Linked DNA regions of Triticum aestivum: region 2 is linked to region 1. The links are chromatin contacts, called in public HiCAR-type maps. All regions are on one chromosome and are shown on one strand. The core of a region is the stretch at or near the end of the contact, and the rest is flanking DNA. Distances in the headings are between cores, read along the strand shown. Region 1 holds the start of LOC100873110 (protein REVEILLE 1). Region 2 has its middle 16 kb from the start of LOC123169190.

Region 1 (7,021 bases), core at 3,171-5,670:
TAACTGGATTCGTGCGAAAGAGGCCTAGACGCAACAAAAAAGCACAGGGAAGTCCCCAGGTCGATGCTCCACTTGTCTTTGCTCAAAATCACCAAGACAAGAAAGCCGAGGAGAAATAAAATGTGGGGGAGTCTCGGCAAAGTTGTGTTTGGAATCTGAAGCAATTTGGTCTTAAGCATTGATGTTCGGTTCTCAACGTCGTGCGTAAATCTCGGGTGAAATGTGCCGTATCGGCATTTGGAATCCCACTGCCCGGGGCCTATGAACTAAAGCTCATCTTATCCATGCCTCCTAGTCATGCAACCATTAGCAAAGGAGAGACCCTCATGTGACGGATATGATTGATTATCAGTCACACCTCGGTACGATCCACACCATTCCATTCTCCCGTCTAATTAGTAGTACATTTCTCTCCAAAAGAAGAAGAAGAAAAAACATCATCACCTGCTGTTCATCTCTTAGCATCTGTAGGGGAACCGAATTTCGCTCTACTATCCAATTTGAGATGAAATTTCTTTAGGCACCAAGAGTATTTTACATTTCTTAGCAAGAAGTAGCAAAGACAACATCATGTCCAAAATAGTACTACTGCTCCACTGCTACCCCTCCGTTATAAACCATCATTAGACGGGCCGAGTTAACCTCTCCGTTATAAACCCAACACAAGCTTACCTGACCTTGCATGGGCCGTGACAACCGCACAAATAAAACAATACAGCAGTATCGGAGAAGAGTGGCGGGCAAATCTTCATTGGGCTTTCCTCGTGGGGCCCACCGGGCAGTGAGTTGGCGGAAAGCGCCGAGGCGCATAAAAACGGCCAGTGGTGGATCCACGTCACCTCGGCGCGGGATCAGTGGACGTGAGCCGCGCTCCCGCTGCAATTTTTTTTTTTTTTACGATCATGCTATCTGATCTGAGACGGAGAGTCGCCACCTGCAGGATTTGTCTCATCCCAGATTAATATCAGCCGCAGGATATTTGCACCCACCAATCTTCTTTTTCTCCCCCTCTCTGTCTTTTTGGACCACACCGGTGTTATTTTTTTGATAGGGTTTCCATTGATTAAGCTACCCTGTTAGGCGGTAGTGGTAATTACCCGGGTAATGGTACAAGGAACCGTGCATGTGACGCGATGTGTGACACTATGCACTTGGTTTTGTGGCTCTCATTATCTTGGATTTTATAAATCGCCGCTAGTTAAGACCGGGAGATCCATCGCGCCTTTTGTGGCGGAGGTCCCTCCCAACTCCCATCCCAGCCACTGCACTGAGACCTGCATCAGTTTTTTGACCAAGAAACAATTTTTTGACCGAAAATATCAATCACGAAAATGGATAAACAAGCAGGAAAATTTAGAAGGGTGGCTGGCGTGATGCGATCTGCGTTGTTGCGCTTTCTCGTGGGGCCCACCTAGGGGGTGATGTGGCGGGAAGCATCGAGGTAGTTCCATGTGGAAAAGTTTGTGTCTGGTTCAATATCAGCCTCAAGATATTTGCCGCCATCTTTTTTTTCTTCTCTTCATTTGCTTCATTTTCCGGACCACTCGATAGTGCAATGATTAACCACGCGATGCAAAAGGGGGCCTAAGCGTTACAGAAATTACAGGGAGTTCCCTAAAAAGAGGTTCCGCTGTCTTTGCTCTTTGCCATGAATACGCAGGGACGAGGAGAACAAAAATATTGGGTCCAAAACTAGTACATATACTTTGCCTCTTGTCCGATTTTGGTCCTAGGTATTGATGGTCCGACACATTGTGTATAAATCAGACGAAACCTGTCGTATGTATAGCGTCGTTCTTTGGAATCACATTGCCCGCGACCTCATGAACCAAAGCCGATCTTATCCATGCCTAGTCATGCAGCCATTAACAAACGAGAGACCCTCATGGGAGGGATATGATCGATTATCAATCACACCCTGTTTTGGTACCTTTCCATTCTCCACTTATTGATCAGCATCTAGATCTCAGTTCGCAGTGCAGTTTTTGATCCCGAACAAGCATCTTTTGTTTATCCATTTCTGCAACAAGTAACTCCGGACATAAGAGTACATTTCTATCGAGAAATTCATCGTTTGTTGTTCACTTATTTCTACTACTAGTACAGCTTAATCACCTGCTCTTAGCTCTAGTACCTCAAACTTCGAGCATTGCCGTGCATCCAAGAACCCGAGGAACCTACCGTGTTATCAAGCGATATTTATTTTCCATCTGCCCGCATTTGTATAATAGTACTACAAAAAGTAAATATTTTGTGTTAAAAAAGCAAAATATTTAACTAGCGGAAACAAATCCGCTCCACATTTCCAATTTAAGACGTGATTTCTAAAGGCACAAAGCATTTCATTTTCTTGGCAAAGCCAACCCCATGTCCAAATCAGTACTCCTCCACTAGTCCTCCTTAATCCCACTTCTTTAATTAGTGCAAACATCAATTACTACTGTACTGTACTAGTAACAAGGACCCTGACACGTGGGTCCCAGAAACATGTGGCCAGGGATTTTCCCGGCAGCTGACCGGAGAGAAAAGCGCGGTGGGCCCGGGCCTGACCAGGAGATATTAGCTGTCCACCAAAGGTTGGGCCGGATGGGTGCGTGACGTGGCCGGCGCAAAAGCGCATGGAGCAAATAGGATCTTGTGGCTGGGAGCGTGCTTGCCCTTTGCTTCACGGTTGGGTCACGCCGACCAAAAAGATGGATGGTGGCATCACCACCTGCACTGCATCCCCATTAAGAAATACCTCATCATGTCAGCTGATCGTTTGGGACAGGCAGCAGCTTGGTGTGTCAAGATTAGTAGTACTAAATAATCTCACCAAGCAGAGCTCATGTTTCCCCTAAACACAGCAGTAATAGCAAATTTTGCAGCTGTAATAGATGCGGTGGCGGGCGTTGTTCTCCCTTTTGAAGAAAACCCACTTATAATAGTTTGATGCACAAATTGTTTTTTTATAGTCTACCGTGGGCTTGTTCGTCGTGATATATGGTGAGTTCAAAGAACAGTTGTGCCTGCTTTTCAATTGAGTTGATTCGTGCTTCTTTTTTGTGGGTGTAGAGCGTCCGAGTGTCCATTCAATACTTACAGAGTCTCTGGAACGCAAGGAAGCGACAAAAACTGTGTCGAATCTTCTCGTCACCGCACGACCAAAAATATGTAGCATCACAACTCGTATATATGCATCTGTCAATTAAATGGACAATAAAATGTCTGAATTTATGTGACAAAGAAAAAGGAGAGAAGCCTAGATTTAGACAAGCCGAGATATGGAAAGGCCACTTGCACACCATGTTTTTAGAGTTGCACTTATTCTGAAATTTACAATCGTCGACACGATTTATCCAACTAGCCAATTTGACAATGTCGAGCCAGACGTATTGTCAATTGGAGTCGCTCTTAAATATGTTCGGATGGTTCCCCTTCTTTTCAAAAAAATAAATACTCATTGTATGTATGGGTTATTTTGGAACGAGAGGAAACATGACAAGCACATAAATGCTTCCTTTTGTCTGGAGCGCACGGTTCCTATCCAAGACATACGAAGTCTCTCGAATAAGTTCATGAAATCATCAAGTTAAAATGAGAAGAGATTCTTTTATTAGCCACACACTACGAGGGCTACAAATGTAACATCACCACTCATATCTCCTCAACAATTATATTTAGAGAAATACGTGTCAAACACTATGTGGCCAAGACGAGAGGAACCAATGTTAGACAAGCCGAGAAAGGGAAAGCCCACTCGTGCCATGACTACATAATTGGCCTTATCTAAAATTTACCAACATTGCTACAATTTATCCCGGAAATATCTCCAGAGGTTCGCTCCTGGCCTCTCATGTTCGAATGGCTCCAGATATTCGTGGCTCTCCTCCGCCTCGCTTCCCCTCCGTCTCCACTTGTGCAAAAACGCCGAGACCCCCATGCGTTGTCACGTGCATTATTTCGCGTACCACAGTAACAGCCTGTAATGCAACAACAATGTCCCGTCAAACAAATTATGTATGAGACAATAAACCACGGGGAAATTCGGTACATTATTCCAAACCGTCATACAAATAATGTCAGGAGAATTAGATAGAAAAATCACACGCAAATCGTACCGAATCCGTTTAGATTTACGAGAAAGAAAAATTCTACTACTCTAGGAAAAAAATACAATTTTGTTTTGAGCTAGTAAGAGAATACACTTGTATATACACTTGGACACGTAGGCCGAGGAGCAGATAAGGGAGAAAGCGCGCCCAATGGGAGGCAAAGCCAGAAAAGGAAAGGGGGAGGCCGGGGCGTCCACAGCCACGAGCTGGCCGGCGCTTCTGGAAATTTCGGGGCTCCGACAGGCGGGCCCCGCGCGTGACGTGGCCGCCCTCCCCGCCCCTCCTCGCGAAAATATATTTCCGTCGCTCCTCCACCCCACCTTCCTCCTACTCCTCCGCCTCCGCTTCCTCCTCCCTCCGCCTCCCCCGGCAGCACGTGCGCGCCCCGCCCCGGCGCCCCCTTTTAGCCGCGCCGCTCGCCGGAGCGTCCCCGCTCGTTTCGCCTCTTTTCGCTGCGTCTGTTTCGGGTCGGTTTCTTTGGGTCGCGGTGCTTCGCCGGCCGGCTCCGGTCGCCGAGGGGGGTGTTTTTTTGGCCGATCCCGGCGAGAGCCGCTGCTTCCGTCCCCGCCTGCTCCGTCGGCTGGTGGTGGTCCCTGCCGCCTGCCTCGTTCGATCTCGGTGACGCGGAGGCCGAGATTTGGAACCCCGGGGGACGGCTCATGGCTTCCATGGCGCTCGCGGAGGTAAAGATCCATTTTTTCTGCCTGCTCCGCGCATTCGCCGGCTGTTCTCGCTTGCTGCGAATTTTTACTTCCGCAGTAAAAACATTTTTTTGGGAGGGATTTACCGTCCAGATTTCTGTTCTCGACGGCTTCTCCGTTAGATGATTTGCCAAAAAGAGTTTTTATTCATTTATTTCTGCAATTATTACCAGTACCACCTCGTCTTTCAACTTTTTTGGGAGGGATTTTTATCCGTTTCTCTTGGGAGAAAGGCCCTGTTTCTAGACACTTCTGTTTTGGGAGGACACAGACCACACCACCGGAATATCTTTAGAGGCTTCCAGAACTAGAGATGGGCAGGAGGACACAACTCCCATCCCATAATTATTTTAGAGCCACCTACCAAACACATGCCAGGAGGCCTGAGTGCCAAATCCAGAAACAATTGATGGTGCTTTCCATCCTAGGTAAAATTCTGTTGGCGCTGCACTTTTACAGTGTTGACTGTAAAATTACTGCTAGTAGTTACCAGTCTTCGTTTAATTCATGCATGGTTGGTTGAGGACCAATCAGCATAGCTCACTTTTTTATTACTAGAACAAGTAGTGGTTGATAGTAGATTTTTACCAGTACTCCAGTAGCAATGTGAATGTTGATCCTGTTTAATCAGAAACATCTGTAGTTGTAGCTCAAATTATGCCGCAATGTTCAGTTACCCCCTGTGGTGAAATTGGACACTATTTTGGCTTGCTAGGTAATTACTGCTGGTATTTGGAACTGTTTGCAGCCATGATCAGCAATGTGTTTTGGGCTGGCTGAAGTACTGATGTTGTTTCTTCTGTTCTTGCCTCCAGGAAAGGGATGCCTTGGATTCATCTAGGATGCCGATCGGCACAGGGCTATCGGTGGATGTTGCAATGGAGCCCAATGAGGAGGGGATGGGTGAGCATCCTGTCAAGGTAGCCATTTCTTACCCAAGTTTGAGATCTAAGAACAAATATGCTAGTTGGTCCCATCGGCGTATCATATATCACCGCCGTGGTGCCTAATGATCTTCGTCTTGCATTGATTAGCCTAGGAAGCCCTACACGATCACGAAGCAGCGGGAGAAGTGGACGGAGGAAGAGCACGAGAAGTTCCTGGAGGCGCTGAAGCTGTATGGCCGGTCCTGGCGTCAGATACAAGGTGTGTGTCAGCCTTTCTAAGTATAACGCATCTCGCATTATAATTTAAAGTAGTTGAAATAGTGATGCTGATTCATCGGAACTGTTCTTTAGAACACATTGGCACAAAGACCGCTGTCCAAATCCGAAGCCATGCCCAGAAGTTTTTCTCCAAGGTGACTATGGCCCTTCCTGTAGTTATGATACATTTGGCCTGTACGCCACTCTGTGGACAGCGGTTTATGTTATATGTTTGTATCATACATGTAATGTAGAAGCAGAATTGGTGGCAGCTAATTTGAACCATTTGAATGTCGATCATGTTTTCTCATGCGGGGTTGCTTGTCGTGCAGGTGGTGCGTGAACCTGGTGCTAAAATTGAGATCGAGATCCCTCCCCCCAGGCCAAAGAGGAAACCACTGCATCCATATCCTCGCAAGCGCGCGAACTCCTGCAATGGGGCAAACGCAGCAAATGGTCAATCCAAGCTTGCTCATATGTCATCTTCTTCTGGTTCTGACCAAGAGAATGGTTCTCCCGTGTCGGTGATATCTGCAATGCAGTCGGATGCTTTTGGATCATCGATGTCAAACCCGTCATCTCGCAGTGCCTCCCCAGAGTCGTCAGATGAGGAGAATATTGTTCTTCCAATGGTGAACGGAGGGGAAGGTCAACAAACAGGGATAGATCAATCCCACAAGGTAAACAACCATCATTCAGCCCAGTTAGCTGCACTGCTGAACATCCTTATTGAATGACCAGTTGAACTTATTGGACTGCTCTTGTGTCTTTCGCAGGAAGCTGATCAGGAAAACAAAGATACGGGTACCTCTGAAGAGGATTCTTCTGATGAGGTACAGGTAACAAGCGTGAAGCTGTTTGGGAAGACGGTCGTTATCCCAGACCCGAGGAAAAGATGCTCCCCGGATACAGGCTCAGGGCATGAAAACAGAGAGCAACCCTCAGAGTCCTCTAACAAAGGAACATCACAAGCCCCACTGGCTGTAGATATTCCAACACATACAAAGGGAGAGCAAATCTCACAATCCTCTAACAAGGCAACATCACAAGCCCCATTGGCTGTAGAGGTTCCGACGTATAC
Region 2 (7,021 bases), core at 3,033-5,532, 67 kb before region 1:
GTCATTTGATTCATAGCATTTGATCCTATAGCATTTTTTCTTAAGTAAACATTTGTTTTACAAATTCAAAGAAAACCGAGCATTCGCTCTAGCCACTTTTTCCTTTTCTGTTTTTCTACGACATCAACCACACTCTGATATGTGACATGCCACTTTAAATCATATACTTTTCATATTACTAGGTTCTGCAATTCACGTGAATCAATCCACACACAAAATCTGGACCGGTCTGCGGACTGATGGTGTACTTCTTTGGATGGCAAAATGGGTCGGGACCGCTCGGTCTAGACGGATGTGGGTGGTTAATTTGAGGTTCAGTTTTCTTCTGCATCACTTTGAGGGTAAGCATTGAAGATGCCGTAAGGGCATGAACAATGGGGGCATCACTTGTACATCCATATCATCAAAGAAAATTGAGACCATCGTCCGTGACTCTAGCCATTCAACACAGGCCACCATCTTTAAGACCTAGTGATGCATACCGAGGAGGACAAGTGCTCTTCCTTTTCTTCAGCAAGGAGAGCATGAGCACAGCAATCGGGGAGCATTTCTCTTTCTTTTTCTTCTCTCTCTTGCTTTTGTCAGCGAGGAGACAAGTTCCTCTGCATGAGTCCGCTTTGATCTACAAGCAGCAGGTTCATATGAGCTGGACTGTTGAATCCAAGGTGGAGACCTGGGGCAGCTGTCCTGCGTGGTCCGTCGGCCATGCCCTAACTGAACCTATTGGTAGAATGAATGACATGTGCACTGGGGCAGGGCAGACTTCCTGCAGATGACACGTCAACGATATATGCTAAAGATAACCTCTCTGCTAACCTAACTAGAGCTTAACAAATCTTGGATGGACTGTGACAAATAAGTGGTTGGCGTGCGACCTTGAGATTTATTTTATTTTGCTCCGTGAGATATTCACTGTGCTTTCCTTGTGGGGCCAGCAGGCCATTCAGGTGCGCGAAAGCGCCAAGATTTTTGATACATGAAAGTGGTCATAGTAGGATCCACGTCGCCTCAGAACCGGATCAGTGGACGTGAGCGGTGAGCCTGTGCTCCCCTACGATTATTTTACATAACTAGGTACGTGCCCGTGCGTTGCCACATGATTTCAATTTCTTTATGTATAAAGGCTAGGTCTGTGTTTAAAAAAATGTACAAATGCTAGGTCTGTGTTTTTTTAATGTAGGTTCTACTCTTGATAAGAAAGAAAAGTTTTCAGATCAAGCATCCACACCGACTGGCCTCTCTTTGATTTAAAGGATTTTATATGGGCTTTTTAATTAGAATTATTAGGGTTTTTTCTCTAAGTTGGTTATTTGATTCATCAGATTTGATTCTATACCATTTTTCCTTAAGTAATCATTTGTTTCTTCAAAATTCAAGAAAATCAAGCATTCACTCTAGCCACTTTTTTAAAAAAAAAATCCGAGTCATCAAACACTATCTAGTACTATCTTATACTCCCTTTGTCCGAAATTACTTGTCGCTGAAATAGATGAATTTAGCATTGAGATACATCTAGATACATCCACTTGAGCGACAAGTAATTTAGGATGGAGGTAGTAGGGCACAAATCGACATGTCACTTTAAATCCTATACTTTTCATATTACTAGGTTTTGAAATTCCTGCGAATGAACCAGCAAAAGAAAAACCAGGCGGTACGTGAACCGATGGTGTACCGCATTGGATGGCGAATTAAGTCCGATCCGCTGAGTCAAAACGGTTGCGGGTGGTTTGAGGATCAGTGTATTTTTACATCAATAAGGGTCAGCGTTAGAGATGCCCTAACTAAACTTGTTGCTAGAATGAATGCCAGGTGCACTGGTGCAGCGCAGACTTACTGTCGGTGTCACATCAAAGATATCTGCTAAAGCTAACCTCTCTGCTAACCCAACGTATGAGTGGCTTGATTGCGACCTTGAGATTTATTTTATTTTATTTTATTTTTGTTCCGTGAGATATTCACTGTGCTTTCCTTGTGGGGCCCGCCGGCCAGTGAGGTGTGGGAAAGCGGAAAGCGTCAAGATTTTTGGTAGATAAAAGTGGTTATATTAGGATTCACGTCACCTCACCTCAGAGCCGGATCAGTGGACGTGAGCCGCCGCTCCCGCTGCAATTATTTTATGACACAAATGATCATACTCCTACTTCATCTGAACTGGAGAGTTGCCATTTGCACGATTTGGTCCCAGACTGGAGTCCCAGATTAATATCAGCCGCAAGATATTTGCACCCACACACCCATCTTCCTCTCTGTCTTTTCGGACCACTAGCGTTAATTTGTTTAAGCCAGTCTGGTAAGCCGCAGGGGAGCCGATAATGAAGAAGAAACCATACATGTGACGTGACGTGTGGTAGGCCGTAGGCACCTGATTTGTGGCTCTCATTACCTTGGATGGTGAGCCGTGGAGATCCCTTCACTCCATTGAGACCTGCAACAGATTTTCGACCAAAGAAACATTGCTTGTGGAAGTTCTACTTTTCACAAGGGCACCAACAGCTCATTAGACTAAACTAAAATGCCACATATCACTCGTTGTTGAGTCGCGAGGTGGCATCATTAAGCTTACCTGAGCCTTTTTTTTTGCATAGTTAGCTAAGGGCATGTACAATGGTGCTATCTTAGGAGTGCCACGTAGGATCAATGATGAGGTGAATGGGAGAGAACTCATAAGAAAAGGCTTGTCTTCTCTTGTTTAAGAAAAGACAAGAGATGATCTCTTAACCCAATATGTCGCACCACATTTTTAGGAATTGCTAGTTATTGAAGATAAGGCTAAGAGATGACCCATTATAGACTCTTTTTTTGTCATCTCTAAATTACATGCAAAACTTAAAATAAGACTATCTTATCAATCATTGTACATGCCCTAACCAGAGCTTACGTAATCATGGTCAGTGATAGATGAATAAACAAGCGCAAAACAAATATGCGTGGTTGGCGTTGCAATCTCCGGTGCGCTTTTCTGTGGGTCCAACGAGGCAGTGATGTGGCGGGAAGCATCAAGGTAGTTCCATGTGGTCACACAACTAGCAGGCCCTGTCTCCTTTTTTTCATGCCTTTTTTTTGGACCACTAGTTATGAGGGACCCAGATAATGCAAAAGGAGGCCTAGAAACAACATGAACTACAAGAAGGTCCCTCATAAGGACGTTCTCACGCGGTTCTCTTACGAAAAAACAAAGAGTCGACGAAAAGAATATGGGAGAGTGTCAGCAAAGTTGGACAGCCCGAAAAGAAAAAAAAATTAGAAAAGAAGGATGACCCCGACCTCATCTGAGCGATGCATGCGGTCACAGGAAAAAGGAATCCCGTTGCACACGGCCTCTATCTTCTTCGTGCCTAGTCATGCACACATTAATAAATGGGAGACCCTCATGACTTGGATGGATGGATGGATATGATTGATTATCAATCGCACCTCGGTCCTCACTTTCCATTATGAACTGGTGGATGGGTATCTGGATCTCAGTCGATCTCTCAATTTCATTCCAAACCCGCATTTCTCTTTACAAACAATCACTAGTTGCTCTTCATTTCCAATTTAGCAGAAAAGCGGCAAAGCCAGCATCACGTGGTGAGCACCTAGCTTGTGGCTCTCATTATCCTGCCATTTCTAATTTACAGCCAGTTAAGGCGAATGAGAGCTACACTTGACAAGAAAGATAAGTTTTCGGACTGAGCTTCCACGGTTCCACACCCACTGCTTTCTCTCTTCGATTCAAAGAGATTTTATACTTTTTTTTTATTTGGAGAATTAGGATCCTCATAGGAATTTTTTCTATTCCGTACGTTAGTCATTTGATTAGTAGGATTGGATTCCATAAGAATTTTCTTAAGTACTTCCTCTATAAAGAAATATAAGAGTGTTAAAATTTATAGGAATCTAGCATCTACTCTAACATTTTATTATTATTATTATTATTATTATTATTATTATTACTGGTTTCATGTAGACATGCCACTCTAAATCATGTACTTTTCATATTAATGTGTTTTGGAATTCCTGCGAATCAAAAGTCGGACCGAGTGAAAGAATGTTTTCAGGGATGAAATACACAAGACTGCATCGCCGGCCGGTATGGTTGCTGCCACGTGTCACCGTCATTAGACTAGCTGAGCTAACCTCTCCGTTAACCTAACACAAGCTTATCTGACCTTGGATGGACCGTGACAACTGCACAAATAAAATAAAATATAGTAGCGGCAAAGAGTGACTGGCAGATCTTCATTGCGCTTTCCTCGTGGGGCCCACCAGGCAGTGAGGTGGCGGAAAGCGCCGAGACACATAAAAATGGCCAGAGGTGGATCCACGTCACATGGGCACGGGATCAGTGGACGTGAGCCGCCCCTCTCGCTGCAATTAATTTACCATCGTAAAACTATCGGAAACGGAGAGGCGCCACTTGCACGATTTGTCTCATCTCAGATTGATATCAGCCGCAAGATATTTGCACCCACCCACCCTTCTTCTTGTTCCTCACTTCGGACCACAAGAGTTAATTTGATCAAGGTTGTTTGATAGTGTAATTAGCGGTTAACCGGATAATGGCATGTGACGTGATGTGTGGAAGGCCGTAGGCACTTGATTTGTGGCTCATATTATCTTGGATTTCATAAATTGCTGCGTGTTAAGACTGGGAGATCCATCTTGCCTTTTATGGCTGAGGTCCCTCTCCCATCCCCTCCCCTCCAGTCCATTTAGACCTGCTTCTGATTTTCGACCAAGAAACATTTCCTGTGCGTAAGCTCTACTATTCAGAAGGATCGTAAGAACACCAGCAGCTCATCAGACTAACTAAAATGCCACGTGTCACACATTGAGGGGAGGGGATGAGTAAACAAACACAAGCTTCACGTCAGGTTGCATCTCATTGGTAAGCTAACCCGAGCTTATACCTAATCCTGGTCAGTGGCAGATGAGTAAACAAACACAAAACAAAGAAGGGTGGCTGGCGTGAAGCGTGAAGCGATCTCCGGTGCGCTTTCCTGTGGGGCCTGTTGAGATTCAAATATCCCACGTGTTAATTAAGGATTAATCTCTCCTATCTCCAATTGCCATCTGAAGGGATACGACCGATGTAGTAGGCGTCCCTTCGTGGACTATATATTGTAACCACAGTCATCAATGAAAACAACTATTCCTGCCATTTTACTCCTCAAATGAAGGTGTGACCTTTTCTGAGAAGTCGAGAAGACATATTTTAGTGGCTGCATCCATTAATCAATCTTAAATTGTTGATTTGCATAAAGCATCACTTGAATGTATGTGACTTCGCAGAATGATGAACTTTGTTGAAAGTTCAAGTGGGATTGATTGGTAGGAACCACCCACCATTATCTATGAAGATAATGTTGTTTGTATTACACAGATGCAGAGAGGTTATAAGTAGTAGTTACAAAGTGTATTGCTTTGAAAGTATTTTCTTCCCCATAAGTTAAAAGGAGGTGGGAAGATAAATATTTTGCAAACAAAGTCAAGTGATAATCTCGATTATCATGTTAATGGAACTCCCATATGATAACATGTTCAAGATCTTTGGATCTTAGATATCGCACTCTTGTTCCCTTTATGAGTTTTTCCTATATGGTTTCTCATAGAAGGTTTTTAATGAGGCAATAGTAATACATTTTCTTCTTATTTTTCCACTGGGTTTTCGGAAGGAGTTTTTCATGACATATTACGTATATCTCCTCGTATTTTCCCTGCATGGTTTTTGAAGGAGCTCTTATGAAGATGATGAAGATGATGTTTACAAGGATAGTAGAGATTAGGGGTAGTGTCGAGATTTAAATATCCCACGTGTTAATTAAGAGTTAATCTCTCCTATCTCCAATTGCCATCCGAAGGGATACAACCGATGTAGTAGGTGTCCCTTTGGGAACAAAGTGTCCCTTTGTGGACTATTATTGTAACCACAATCATCAATGAGAACAATTATTCCTGCCATTTTACTCTGTCTGTTATCGGGGCCAATGAAGCGGCGATTGTTGGGGAACGTAGTAATTTCAAAAAAAAATCCTACACACACGCAAGATCATGGTGATGTATAGCAACGAGAGGGGAGAGTGTTGTCTATGTACCCTCGTAGACCGTAAGCAGAAGCGTTATGACAACGCGGTTGATGTAGTCGTACATCTTCACGATGACCGATCCTAGCACCGAAAGTACGGCACCTCCGCGATCTGCACACGTTCGGCTCGGTGACGTCCCACGAACTCACAATCCAGTAGAGTGTCGAGGGAGAGCTTCGTCAGCACGATGGCGTGATGACGGTGATGATGAAGCTACCAGCGCAGGGCTTCGCCTAAGCACTGCAATGATATGACCGAGGTGGATTATGGTGGAGGGGGGCACACGGCTAAGAGATCAATGATCAACTTGTGTGTTCTAGGGTGCCCCCTGCCCCCGTATATAAAGGAGCAAGGGGGGAGGCCGGCCGGCCTAGGGCGTGTAGGAGATATGCCCTAGAGGCAATAATAAATTATATTATTTATCTCCAAGTTCATAATTATGTTTATGTTCCATGCTATAACTGCAATGATTCTCGAGTCTGCAATATCCACGAGGCTCGGAGGGAGACTCATATGCACGTGTGGAATAATAAACGGTAAGAAGTATTCCTAGTCTGGCCTCTAAGACTAGCTCAAGTGTTGCATGATGGTTCTGTTTTCCTGATCATGGGCATGTCTATGCCATCAATTTTGAGGGCACAATGTTAAGAGAACATTTGTGTTGAATCGACCCGGATTGATGTTATGCTATGAGATTCATTCATCACAACTTAATGGTACATAACACAGAGATGGTTAACGTTTGCATGATTCCTTAGACCATGAGAGTATCGAGTTTCTTCATGCTTGCTTCATGAACTTTGGGGTTTGTTAAACGTCATCCGTAAATGGGTGGCTATTACGGCGGCTTACGGGTTCATGGAAAAGTATGTCAAGTAACTTGATAGCTCAAGATTGGGATTTGCTCCTCCAATGATGGAGAGATATTCTCGGGCCCTCTCGGTGTTATG

What was found. HiCAR-type assays count read pairs that join an accessible place to other places.
Region 2: a contact with region 1 is called in a HiCAR-type map of leaf, with 5 times the contacts expected there. The contact joins the enhancer-like site here to the promoter of LOC100873110 in region 1. A contact is called at or near these places in 5 of 5 Hi-C or Micro-C datasets (leaf, root and an unstated tissue) and 1 of 1 datasets of contacts at active chromatin or transcription factors (leaf).

The regions. Positions count from the first base shown.
Region 1 is chr7D:634,596,716-634,603,736 of IWGSC CS RefSeq v2.1, reverse strand. LOC100873110 (protein REVEILLE 1) reads left to right here and starts at 4,420. Exons shown (of 6, transcript XM_044582059.1): 1 at 4,420-4,777; 2 at 5,611-5,715; 3 at 5,830-5,941; 4 at 6,034-6,095; 5 at 6,273-6,620; 6 at 6,717-7,021. The coding sequence starts at 4,754.
Region 2 is chr7D:634,663,977-634,670,997 of IWGSC CS RefSeq v2.1, reverse strand. No RefSeq gene overlaps it. Among protein-coding and RNA genes, the nearest start is that of LOC123169190, 16 kb to the left of the region's middle. Within about 2 kb of position 4,282, at least 8 of the 8 cell types and tissues checked have an H3K27ac peak or open chromatin away from gene starts, as enhancers often do. A contact at or near this core is called in leaf and root, where this site is marked.